2 separate regions of the Mus musculus genome follow, and region 1 is linked to region 2. The links are chromatin contacts, called in public Hi-C maps. All regions are on one chromosome and are shown on one strand. The core of a region is the stretch at or near the end of the contact, and the rest is flanking DNA. Distances in the headings are between cores, read along the strand shown.

Region 1 (6,408 bases), core at 2,948-5,447, 1.2 Mb after region 2:
AAACCCACTTCTGGCTTCTGTGGGCATCTGCACACACACACAGCATGCACATATAGAGCACATAATACACATAAATAAAATAGACCTTAGAAACTAAACAAAAACTAAGAATAATATGGGAAGAGTCGAGTGCTTGGGGGAAAGCTCAGTAGGTAAAGTGCTTTCTGTGCATGCAAAAGAACCTGAATTTAGATTCACAAAATCCAGATAGAAGCTGGGCATGTTGGGATGTGTCTGGGAACTGGAAGAAGATGGAGAAGGGACAGGAAGATCCAAGGCATTTCTTGTAGAGCTGGCCAAGATGAATCCTGAGCTCTAGGTTTAGTGATAGACCTTGTCTCAAAAAACATGGTGGAGAGTGACAGAGGAACATACCCAGAGTTGACCATTAATCTTTATGTAGGCACACTCACACACACACACACACACACACACACACACACACATACACACACACACACTTGTGAGTGTGCGCATGCACGCACCCCCTGCACAAAATTAGGAGTTCAGGTGAAGCCCTCTTTATATGCCCTCCTAATTTTTCACTCCTTTTAATTAAATGAAATCTGCCCGTGTTTTAATACATAAAATATATTGATAAATAAATTTAATACATAAAATATCCTGCACATAACAATTGCTTTGCATGATTGTCTTCCTCACTGAGTGGAAAAAGTTCCCAAGTGTTTCCTGTGTCAGGTACCTTTCTTTGTAGTTGGGTAAAATGCCATAAACATGTCAAATGAGATTATGTTGAAGGTGCCTCCACCTGCAGCTGACTTCAACCCAAGTTAGTGTAACAGGGAACTGTGATCTAACTGAAGAGCATATTCTTTTAACAGCTATCTGAGATTGGCTGCCTTTCCAGCCAATCACAGGTTGTAAGCTAAATTTGGCAAATGCTGTGACCAATTACACTCGCTTTCTCTCTCTCTCTCTCTCTCTCTCTCTCTCTCTCTCTCTCTCTCTCTCTCTCCTCTCTCTCTCTCCCCTCTCTCCTCTCTCTCCTCTCTCTCCTCTCTCTCCTCTCTCTCTACACTCGCTTTCTCTCTCTCTCTCTCCTCTTTCTCTCTCTCCTCTCTCTCTCTCCTCTCTCTCCTCTCTCTTCTCTCTTCTCTCTCTCTCCTCTCTCTCTCTCTCTCTCTCTCTCTCTCTCTCTCTCTCTCTCTCTCTCTTTGAGTTTTACAGCTACACAGCATTAGTACAACTATATGCAACAGAAACCAATCAGAATATTGGCATATTATGGAAAATGGGTCATTTTGACATGATATTTATACCAATGAATTCATAGCTTATGTGTTTTTGATAAGTTATCCCTGTAAAAGGGCTGAGGATACAGTGTTTGCAATTAGGTTATTCCTCTATGTCATAGTCTCCAAATGAAGTCTCTCTGATGCTGTGAGGTGGAGCTCTCTGGTTTATGGTGCTATTTGGTTCATGAATATTTACATCCCTCAAATTCCACTAAACTTAATTTGTATAAAGAGTTTCTTTTACATATAACATTATTTGTTTCATTTTCCCTTAGTTTTAGATATTTAAGTTTCATTTACCTTTTTTTTTTTTGTTTTACAAATAACATTGATGAAGTGTTGGTCTTGACATTTTTATGTGCGCATTTGATCCCTCTCCCATGGCTGAATTGTTTGACAAAAAAAGAACACAGAGAATGCAAATGATACATAATGGCTATAATAAGACTACAATAATTATGGAGAATGTGAAAACAAATACTGTAAAAAAAAAAGAAGAAGAAAGGAAAGCAAACAGCTGTCTTGCTATTAGTTTATTAGAAAACCTCTGCCAACAGCTTTGGTTTTGTTTTAACCAGGCTTCTTCAATAAACCCACCCCAACTGCACACCCTACTCTCTCCTGCCACACCTGGAGACCAGCTACTTAAGGTGAGTCTCCAGGTTTTAAACATTGATAAAGTATCATTGCACTTCCTTAAGTCTCTTAGTATTCTCTGAAAATACAACTTTAATATCAGTATAGTTTTACCACAGGAAGGAGCATAACTTACTTAACTATCCCCCTTTTGGGGGCACTTAGGCTATTTAATTTTTAATTAAACAACAGTGAATGTAAAATCTTGCTCTCCTTAATCACTAGTTCTTAGATGGCTAGAATTAAAAATGACCAGAAAGACAGAAAGAACATGAAGTTGGGTGGGTAGTGAGGTGGGGAGGATCTGGAAGGAGTTAGGGAAGGGAAAAATATCAATATATAGTGTATGAAAAAATTAAATAAAAATTTAAAAAGCTAAAGGCGTACTCATACTTTGATAACTCTAATTAAGTTTATTCTTTGGCAATTTCAAATATGTTTATAATGTGCTGTGGTGCCTCCCACTTTTCCCTCCCTTATCTTCCTCCCATTCCTGTTTTCCCGGACAGGTCCCTTTCTACACTCAATGCTTGCTTTTTTGTTCTGTCTTGTCACCACCTGAGCATAACCAGGGACATCTGTGTGAATGTGGGTTGGTAGCTCACACATTCACCTGGTGGGCTCACTTCTGGGGACACAAGTGAACGCAATAACTGTCCCTCCTCCAGAATTCATCAGTAGTCAATAGTTCATGAAGGAGAGCTACAGTCCCCTGGGACCCATGATTTCCTGTTAACAGCCCAGTGCACTGGGCGTGGCTGATGTGAATTCAGGACTGTGAAGGCTATGTGGTACTTAGAGATAGCCTGAGGCAGCCCTCCTCTTTATCTTCCTTCTGGCTCTTATATTTGTTTGGTCTCCTCTTCCATCATGTTCCCTGACTGAGTAAAAATATTTTAGTATGCTGTCAAATTGTTTTCAAGAATATCCGTGTTCCGGAGTGCATAATCCACACGCACATTTTCTAGAATTGTTCTCATTCCGAGGTTCATATAGAAACACTTTTATAATATTTCATTCCGCTTACATAAAATTTATGTTTCAAACATTCGCTACTTGAATTCATACTTACTAACATTTTTGTGCTTAGAGGATTTAAATTTTTTGGTCATTTAATATTGCAATCTGGTTTACTTGCAAGAAGAAAAATCTATGTAGAACGTATGCCTGTAGCTGTGGTGCTGTTGATGTAGTTCTGTGACTGTTGTGTGTTACTGAAGTTCACCTCTGATGTACCCTGCACAAAAGAAAAGCAATGTATACTTAGTAACTCTAAGCTGTTTAATCCTTTAAGAGGAAATTATTAATTGAGAGTTACAAAGAATGCTATTTAGGCAAATCTGTACTTTAATCTACTTATGTTGAATAAAATGGGCTTTGTTTTAATAAAGAAAGTGTTTTTAATTCATAGACATATGGTTAATTGTTGACAAAGATAATATAAATTTGGCTCACATAAATTCTTGGTGGATTAAAGAATAAAAAAACAAACAAAGGAAATAAAAACCGAAGCGATAACAGAGCCACCTACCTGTTTGGCTACTCCTAAACTGTAAGTGGAAGAAAACCGAAAGGAAATGTATATATATTTGAGTGAACGTAGCTGCTGCAGACATATTCAGGTCCATTTATATTTAGTGTGTCAGTTGGGTCAGAGGATCCTTGAGCTCCTCCCATTGACATATCACCCTTCACTGCCTAGTGTGTGCGTGTGGGTCACATAAAATAGACCACCACTGCAGCTTTTGTACAGGATAAATGCTTTCCCAGAAGCAAAAAGGTTTGTTCGCCAAAAGCTACACATCTGTATGAAATAATACCTAAATCAGCAGGAAGTAGGTTTGGTACCACCACTTTTTTCCCATCTACTGTGAGGCAGGCACCCTTCCAAGAGCTTTGTGCACATCAACTTAATTAACCCGCATGGCGACCTCACGTGGTGGCTACTGTTATCATTTTCATTAAATAGATGAGATAACCGAGCTCAATACTACAAACCTCAGGCCTCTTTCCTCTCTGCCATTTCAGCAAACCCTAATCTTGTAGAAATTCATTCTGAGGCGTGGATCCTTATAAGAGATATCCCTAGGGTGTCGACAGGGGTCTAGAGAGGAGCGACACTCCGGAGTCTCTGGTCTCTCTGAATCCCTCAATCTTGTCACAAGGCTCCTGCGCGGTTGGCAGCGCCACCGCTCCACGCGTGCTGGGCTGGGCCTCAGCCGCAGCCCGCGCCACCTGCTCCCGGCTCCCGCGTCCCCGCCCCACGTCCCGCCCCCGCGCCGCGCCCGCGTCCCACGGTCCCTCCCTCTGGCGTGACGGGAGCTCGGGCGCCGGCTGCCCGCGCTGCGAGCGGCCGAGCTGTAAGCGTGCAGATCAGCCCAGTTGAGCTGAGCCCAGAGGAGGCAAGAGCACGGTCCTCGCTTCCCAGACTCCTCGCCGGAGTCCATTCAGTGCCGGGATGCTGCTGCTCACCCTGCGGCGGGCGAAAGGCAGGGATCGGGGGCGACCGGCCGGGGGTCCCCGCCGCGCGCTCTCGCTGCCCTGGAGCCCCGCCTGGATTTGCTGCTGGGCGCTCGCAGGCTGCCAGGCAGTTTGGGCTGGAGACTCGTCCTCCTCTGGCCGCCCGCTTCCTGCGTGCCAAGAGGTGAGCAGCACCGGGTCCCCACTTGGAGTTTGAGGCGGGGTGTGGGGTGGGGCGATCTCGGGGACCTGGGCTCAGAGTGACCATCACCTTTTTCGGGTTTGGAGGACAGGGGCGTTCGTTTTGCCCAGGGATGAAGTTGCTCGCCCCTGCTAGCTGGCTAGGAGCGGGTGTAGAGGCTTTCTGTCTTTCTGGTGGTGTATTTCTCTCCGTGCTGGTGTTTGGGGGTTTCTGAAGGACTTTGCTGCGCCCCCTTTGGAGAGCCAGGTCTCAGGACCTGGGTTTGAGAAAGAAATTTCAGGAAGGGGAGGAGACTGGGGAAGCCCTGCCCCATAGGATTTAGAAAACTAAGGCTTTATAGCTTTTGAGAGACCTAGATACTCACCCTCCCTCTCCTGATTTCTCTGCTCCCCAGTCTCCACAAATGCTTTCATCCAATTCTCAAGCTCTCAGCTTTCAAATACAGAACAGTGTGGTCTCTTGACATTCTGGCAAGACATGGATGTGAAGAAGGCAGAGAAGAAAGTACTTAGGAAAGAGGCGGGTTGGTGATGTAGAAAATTAGAATGGGCAAAGCAAATATGTTCCTTTGGGGAGGTTCTTCACCTGGTTGAAGTCCTGTAGCTGAGTACTTTACAGTTTAAGATCACTGCTGCTTTATAGCCAAGAAGGGTACATTCTGGGTGATTAGATCTTTCTCCTGCTTTTGGGAAAAACGAGACTTACTGTGCCAACAATTTCTAGAGGGTGTCACTGGAAGTTGCTTTGTGTGTTTACCTTTGCCTTTCATGCTCCAGAAAGTGCCTTCTTTTAATGAAAATCAATGAGGGGAAGGAAGTAACATTTCTGACCTACTTTGAGTGATTCTGTTGGAGAAGAGGTGAGGCACACACGCTGTTTTAAGGAAGATTGCTAGGAATCAGGGTGACAGGTTCTTTATAGGTATCCAGCAAAAATAGGTTAGCCATTAGCTTCTTTTGAGAAGAACGGCAAGATTCTGTTTCTGTGCTTGCTGGAACCACTTCGGAATGAGAGTATCCTCCTTTTAGACACCATCCATCATCCCTGGGTTTTCATCTTCTTCTCTTACAATACATGCCCCAGGGCAGCCCACAATGATGGAAAGTCAGATGGCAAGCTTGGGTGTGAATATGCAGCTGTACTGTAGCTAGTGAATCGGGGCAAAGTCTTGGCAAACAAACAGCTGTGCATAATTTCAGCTTGTGCTAGTATTGGTTCGATATGTATCCTGCCACTTGTCACCTGGGAATAAACCAGTGTATGGGGTTCTATAGAATTCAACTTTTTGGACATCCACAACTGTTGTGGCAAGATAAGCTTTATTGTCCAGTTGCCCAGACACAGTTTATAGCACACGTTTCTTTAACGAAGTGAAGTTCCAAGTTCCTTGCAACACTAATTCTTAGTAGTGAAGAATTGAAGACTATTTTTGAAGTAGAAAGGTCAAGGCCACTAGAAGAGATGCATATATATATATATATATACATATACGTATATATATGTATATATATTTATACATACATATATATATACATATATACATATATATATATATATATATATATATATATATTCATTCTCTTAACCCAAGCTGGGTTCAAACTCCTTATGTAGCTGGTGATGGGTAATGAGTTTCTTATCCTCCTGCCTCCATACCCCAGTTGCTAGGATTACAGATAGAGGTCACCACATCCAGTTTATATAGTGGTGTGGATGAAACCTAGGGCCCCTTTTATTCTAAGCAAGCACTCTACCAACTGAGCTACATCCCTATTTCTAGACTATAATCATACAGAACTGAGGCATGGGGGTGACAGAATGTACAAGAAGGCGATGCTCATCCCAATTCCAGCC
Region 2 (6,941 bases), core at 4,152-6,651:
TTAAATTAAAATCTTAGCTCCTTGCATCACATGTTTAATAGCACACATGGTTAGCTGTGGTTAGTAATAAGGCATCACCTATAATGTTCTGAGGAGCCAGTGTGCACTGCACACAGCACTATAAACCATCCATGACAGAGGTTACCATTCCATAAACAAAATTACAACACTGACTGAGCTCTGTTAGTGGCAATGAGCCAAAGGTCATCTTCTATTCAAAAATACTCTACTGTTCGCATCCTTTCCCAAGAACTGAAGAAAATGGGTTTGTTCTTAATTGCCCATCTTATTATTGGATACTCATTCCTACTCACACTCAGAGATCTAAGTTTTTCCATGATTGCATAATATGAGCTTTTTTTTTTTTTTTTAATTTCCTTCTCTGTTTTGTTTTTGTTGTTGTTGTTATGTGTACTTGGTGCTGAGGATAAAAACCAGGACCTGTGTTCACTATCCAAGTGTTCTAACACAGACTTATCTGCCTGCCCCAGACAGAAGTCTTTAGCCATCAAGTTGACTCATCCAGATTACAACTAAAAGAAAGCTGCGTCCTTACGCTGGCAAATGCATTGTTCATTTCTTCCCCATACACTAGACCTGTGATTTAGACAAGGGCAGGAAATGGTGAAATACCACAGTTACATGGAGACACAGTCCCTTTCACCATTGTATAAATAAGAATGTTGTGCCTGAATGTTATATATAATGTACATGTTAACCCTGCTTTAGGAACTGGGTGTATCTGTTACCTTTTGTTTTGAAAACATGTCTAGACACAGGTCTCAGAAGGAATATCAAAAAAAGAATAGACTCCCATCTTTGTTAGCTTTCTATCACTGTAACAAAATACCCAAGAAAAACAACTTACAAGAATGAAAGGTCTATTTTTGCTCACCACTAGAAGTCTCACAGCTCCACTGTTTTTTGTTTTTTTTGTTTTTTTGTTTTGTTTTTTTATTGTTTTGGTTTTTTTTTTTTCCCTGATAGTGAGATAGAAGATCACTGTGGAGAGTGTTACTGTGAAGCAATCTTATCCCCGGATGACTGAAAGGAAAAATATCAGCTCAGTCCCCAAGACCAAGTTCTCAGCACAAAGGAGATTGATTTGCCCCAGAGAAACAGAGGGCAGGGAATAAGAGACAAAGACAGGAGGACTAGGGAGATGATGAACAAGGGAGAGAGGGAAGGGGCCTTTTTTCTCTAGGACCAAGATTGTCTCTTGATAGAGAGGAGACAGACATGGTCCATAGGCAAATGGTGGTTTCTAAAGGTACAAGGTAAAGGTAAATGTAATTTAATAGTTTTCAGCAAGGAATTGAGAGAGAAGGGCAAGGCCTGCCAGAACCAGGCTCTGCACACTTGAGCTGTCCAGAGTCCCTTCAATGACCAGGGTGGCAAGCAGAGAAAGCAGGGGAGGAGCCAGGGTCCAATATACTCACAGTCCTCAGTGACTCAATGTCCTTCCTCTCAAGTCTCACCTCTGAGATGCTGCCCCTGCGCCCTTAGGTAGCACTGCAGGTTGGAGGTCAAACAATGGCCTTTGGAGGGGATTTAAGATCCAAAGCATAACATCTCCTAAGAGAAAAAGCCAAATCTGTCAGGGCTTTTCCTGGGAAGGGCAAAATGTTTATATTCAGCTAGGTCAGCCTTCAGGAATGTGGCCCACTCACTGGTCTTTTCTTAGGCTCTCTCTCTCTCTCTCTCTCTCTCTCTCTCTCTCTCTCTCTCTCTCATCTGTAAAACAGTGTGATTAGCCAAGACATCACGAACGTTCTCTCTAGAGAACCGATTTTCTTCTAGGTTTAAACTTGAAACAACTCTCCTCAGCCTCTTTTAGCCACAGCCTTCAGTCAGGGAGACATGCCTGAAAAAAATTGTGTAAAACTTAGTACATTGTTTTAGAATGAATGATAGTATTCTGGTTCCCATGAGAAAGCCCTCTTCTGTATAAATACACAGCATGGTGCTCTGTTGCTGAGTTTCTTCAGATGGCTCATGGATGGCAGTGCCTGTATCTTGGACTCATAGTTTGGAGATATAGGGCTAAGAAGGTGATCTTATTCCACTGAGGTTTTTAATTTGATTCGAAATTAAAATGACAGAGGGTCGGGGCGGCTGTCATCTTTTATAGGTCCTACTTAGGGATGAGGTAACTTGATCTTGTGAAGGCAGACATGAGGATTTTTGTGAAGTTTCTCTGTCTCTTGGGTTCTTTTTCTGTATTGTCCTAATGCTTCAGGAAGTTCTCCCCTAGGGAAAAGCATGAGTGTAGCTTAGTGTTTTATAGTCTGTTTTTTATTGTAAAAACTTAGGCCTTCAACTTACATTGAGAGTAAAAGCCTGGTAGGACACCTTGGGAAAGTTACTTGCTACTCAGTTCCCTAATCTCTAAAACACAATTACAAATTCCTCTGATAGTGTAGTGTCATAAGGAAGCGTCTAGCATGACACTTGGCACATGCCAAGAATGTGAGAAGTTGCCTATTTCATTCCCTCTCCACGCCTTCTGTGAAAATAAATACGAAAGCCATGAAAGATGATCACACTTCAGCTTTGCAATGGTGATACTGAATCTTTATCCTTTGCTTAGGTTCCATAATCTTAGTCTGTGAATAACAGGGTTTGTGTCGCATGCATAAACATTGAAAGGATAGCCTGTCATACGACATATGCAAGCCACTCTTGGAGAGTACACAGGGTGGGAGACAGGCAAGCCATGGTCTCACCCTGTTCCTCTCACATGTCTCACTGACCAATGGGCAGATTCCGACGTAGCCATTTTAATCACAGGCTCTTACACTGGGGAGTCACCATTCCTTGGTGTGACTCATCTACCAATACAGTAGACTTTATCCTAAAACCAGCAAAATTGTTTGCTAAGGGCCATACTTCCTGAGTCATAAGCTGGCCGTGGTTCACAAGTTGCTCCCTGAGGGCCACATCTGGCCTGCCTCTTTGGGAGAACATCTGAGAGCTAGGAATGACATCTCTTCCTGTCTTTAAAAGATAGGAGGAATAGAGTTATTCTGACATTCAACAACGATATGAAGTTCAGTGAATGAAGTTGCTCTAGATCACAGTCACACTGTTGACCTGTGTTCTATCCTTAGACACCACCAGGCTATGAGAGCCAAGAAGTTGCTATAGGGAGCATGTGATGGAAAATATTTACTATCTGGACATTTTCTCCCCCATCCCCACCTCCACCCCCACCCCGGGGGCGGAGCTAGAGTACCTAGCACCATAGCCCAGCTCTGAATTCATATCCTCCTTTCTTTGTCTTGTCTCAGCTCTCGTTTCTCAACTGCATAAAACTGCATAACAAAAGCGCCTATCTCACAGGTCTTTGTGAGGACTACACAAATAGGCAAAGTTTATGAAGGTCTGACACTCATTAATTACTGTGTGTGTGTGTGTAATTTATCTTTGTTTTCATCATTAATTTGTTGGCAATCGCTGTAAGGATTTCATTTACAGCCCTCCATTAAAATTCACTTCTTAAGGGAGGAGTAACCAGAGTCTAATGTCTCCTAATGTGACAATTAATGTAGTCGCTTATCCATAAAATGAAGCCTGCATTAGTCACAAATGCTTTATTGGTGACACATATTTTTTGTGATATTTTCAAACTCGAGTCCTGAAAGAGCTTAAATTCAAGTGTGAGTTGAGCCCTGTTCACCTAGCCGATTAAAGTTCCAAACTACAGGACAAAACCTCAGAATGCCTAATCAAAGACCATGGTATTTGAGAACAGTAATTTTATCTCCAGAAGCAGACGTAAAACAGGCTACACCTTTGCTACGTGATCACAAGGACTATTGGAATTGTTTCTCGCTATTTAGAACTTTCTGTTTTGGAGCTTATGTATCCAAAGAGAACTTGGTCACACACTATGGTCAGTCTTGTTCATTAAAGTGTTTCTCAAAATGTTAAAAACAAAACCAAGAGCGGAAGTGCCCTCCTTTCCTTTCTGCTGGGTACCGCTGCCTGCTGTCAAGATGGGCAAGTTCATGAAACCCGGGAAAGTGTTGCTGGTCCTGGCCGGATGCTACTCCGGTCGCAAAGCCGTCATCGTGAAGAACATTGACCATGGCTTCTTGGACCGCCCTTACAGCCATGCCCTGGTGGCTGGAATTGACCGCTATCCCCAAAAAGTGACAGCTGCCATGGGCAAGAAGAAAATCGCCAAGCGATCCAAGATCAAGTCCTTTGTGAAAGTTTATAACTACAACCACCTCATGCCCACAAGGTACTCTGTGGATATCCCCTTGAACAAGACTGTTGTCAACAAGGATGTGTTCAGGGACCCAGCTTTGAAACAAACGCAAGGTCAGGCGGGAGGCCAAGGTCAAGTTTGAGGAGCGATACAAGACAGGGATGAACAAATGGTTTTTCCAGAAGCTTCGCTTTTAGGTATATTTTTGTTTCGTCATTAAAAATAAAAATAAATTAATAATAACAACAACAACAATAATAATAATAACAATAAAGCAGGCAACCGTTGGTGACTCTCATCTGGGGCTGAGGCCATGAGAGGCTACCCTGAGAACCTGGATCTCAAAAGGAAAGAGTAAGAGCAAACAGTCAAAAGCAAACAAACAAAACATCGACCAACCAACACTGTTCAGTCCTTAACAGTCCGGAGCCAGCAAACAATTACCTCTTGTTGCAATTGCACCAAAAAACAAAAAAGAAGCCGTGAAACATCTGAACAACCCACGTGAGTTTCACATCCTTTCCAGGAAGCTTCACCACTGGGGTTGTTTCTATTCGAATCATCCAGAAAATTAAACAATTCACTTTCCTATGAATGACCTGGGTGAGGCTGTCCTGCCTAGAAACTGCCCTCTTCTACCCCACCCCACACACCCACGCCTAGCAATCGCACCTGAGCTACACTCAGCTTAAACGGTTGGCAAAGAAACAGGCCACCCTCAGTCAAAGCTAAAAGCCCACTTGCATGGTTCAGAAGTTTTCATCAGGTTTTCAAAGTTTTTTTTTTCCTATTTTGTAAAGTGTCTCCTTCGCCCACTGGAATTGTTCTCCCCTTCCCTACAGTTGTGCATAGCGTTCTTATCCCGTCCTCTCTACCCAACAACCCGGTGTAAATAGTAAATGTTCTACAAAATAGCACAGTAGGAAGAAGGGGGGAAAAAACCCTCCCCTAGCTGTGCGTGGATGTCGGAATGTGCCACTAGGTCGAGAGGGAGAATGGGTCCTGATATAAACTCGTCTGGGGTCCTGGGTCATCGCCCGAGTGTGGGTCGCAGACGGCGCTGACACAGCACAGAGGCAGCAGGGAACGGGCGGCACTCGGGATGCCGCGGGGCGATCGGGGTGGGTGGCGGCGAGCGGCGGCCCCCGCGGGGCGGCGTGGTGCGCTCCGGGGCGGCTCTGGGCCGGACGGGCGGAGCAGCAGACAGGCAGGGCGGAGGCGCAGTCTGCACCATGGCGTATCCCGGGCACCCTGGCGCGGGCGGAGGGTACTACCCAGGCGGGGTAAGTGCAGCGGACGAGGGCACAGCAGCCTCTGGTCTCCCGAGACTGGAAGGCGCCACGGACGAGCGGGAGGAGGCGTCGCGGGCGGTCCCAGATGCTCCCTGCGAGCTCGCCTGGACCCTGATGTCCAGCCTTGGCTCCATTTTTCTTCCCCATCTCTTCCAAGGGCCTTTCCAGGGCCCACCGGTGGGTGGGCTGCGACCCAGGAAGCCCATTCTGTAACTCGGATATGTGGCGTGAGATAGTGCAAGTTGGTGTTGACTTCCTGCTCTCTCGGAATGTCCCCAAAGCAACAACAGCCATCTTGATCTAGAATGGTTCTGTGGTCACTCCCTTGAAAAGAAAGTGACAGGGAGACCAGAAAGTCTGGAGAAATGAGCTGAAGTCCTAGAGGAAGACCACTTAGGCAGATGTGGGAGGTGTACTGTCAGAGACAGAGGGACCCTCATTTTAGATATAACCGGGCCGGCCATCCCTGTTCTTCCCAAGCCACACCTGTCAGCCCTGTACTAACTCCAGCCTTACTTAGTACTTCAAGTACTTCAAAAACACCGCAAAGGCTGTAAAAACCAACAGGAAAACAGTCCTAAGCCTAGCCACCAGGTTGCTTCCGGTGCACTGACCTCTGTAAGCTGGTTAATAGGGATTTTTAAAGTGGGTCTGCGTTTAGTGGCCATCACTCTCATGAAACTTGTTTTGGACCAAGTCTCCAGCTTTTAGATGTCAGGAGCAGGAGTGGACAAGCCTGGTGGGTCACTGAGCTGAGTCAAGGTGGTGGGGAAGATAGAGACTGTGAAGGTCGCACAGGCGTCAATTGTACAAAAGCCTTGGATGGTTAAGATAAATTCAATTCTCTCTGATGCCTTTACCTTTTTTTTTTTTCTTTTCTTTTTCACAGTATGGTGGGGCTCCCGGAGGGCCTGCGTTCCCTGGACAAACTCAGGATCCGCTATATGGTTACTTTGCTGCTGTGGCTGGACAGGTTAGCCTTTCCTTCAATACTGAAGAATTGTTATGTTCTGTTTGTGTTAGCATTTAGTGCAGTGGCACAAAAACAGTCTTTGCTCTGGAAATGAGTCCCTTTGCCTGAAAGAAGGTAAAAGGAAAGGAAGACTAAAACAGTCTTTATTTTAGATCTGGACAAATTTGGACAGAGTATTGCCTGTATCAATAATAGATCAGTTCAAAGCTTGTGATTGGACTGGGATTAGACTGACCCAAAGGGGGAATATAAATATACTTTGAAGATCTACAAAGTGTATACCTCCTCACTTGTATTGTCAGGATAGAACAAGGGCTGCTTACAGAGAAGAAATTCAAGATCTGAACATAAAACCTCTGCTTGCCTAACCTAAAGACAAATATTAGTAATTAATTATTTTATGGCCCAATTATGATAGTTAGCTACTTTCAGTTGAATTCGATAATTAATCATTTACCCA

Evidence for each region. Hi-C and Micro-C count contacts between places; a contact is called where the count stands out from the background.
Region 1: a contact with region 2 is called in a Hi-C map of cerebellum, with 2.3 times the contacts expected there. The contact joins the promoter of Elapor2 here to the promoter of Sri in region 2. A contact is called at or near these places in 7 of 39 promoter capture datasets (the 3T3-L1 cell line, embryonic stem cells, hematopoietic stem and progenitor cells and 3 more) and 1 of 484 Hi-C or Micro-C datasets (cerebellum).

Annotation. Positions count from the first base shown.
Region 1 is chr5:9,261,921-9,268,328 of GRCm38.p6, forward strand. Elapor2 (endosome-lysosome associated apoptosis and autophagy regulator family member 2) reads left to right here and starts at 4,198. Exons shown (of 22, transcript NM_172706.4): 1 at 4,198-4,536. The coding sequence starts at 4,351.
Region 2 is chr5:8,051,141-8,058,081 of GRCm38.p6, forward strand. Sri (sorcin) reads left to right here and starts at 5,402. Exons shown (of 8, transcript NM_001080974.2): 1 at 5,402-5,499; 2 at 6,398-6,481. The coding sequence starts at 5,449. It also overlaps the pseudogene Gm15730.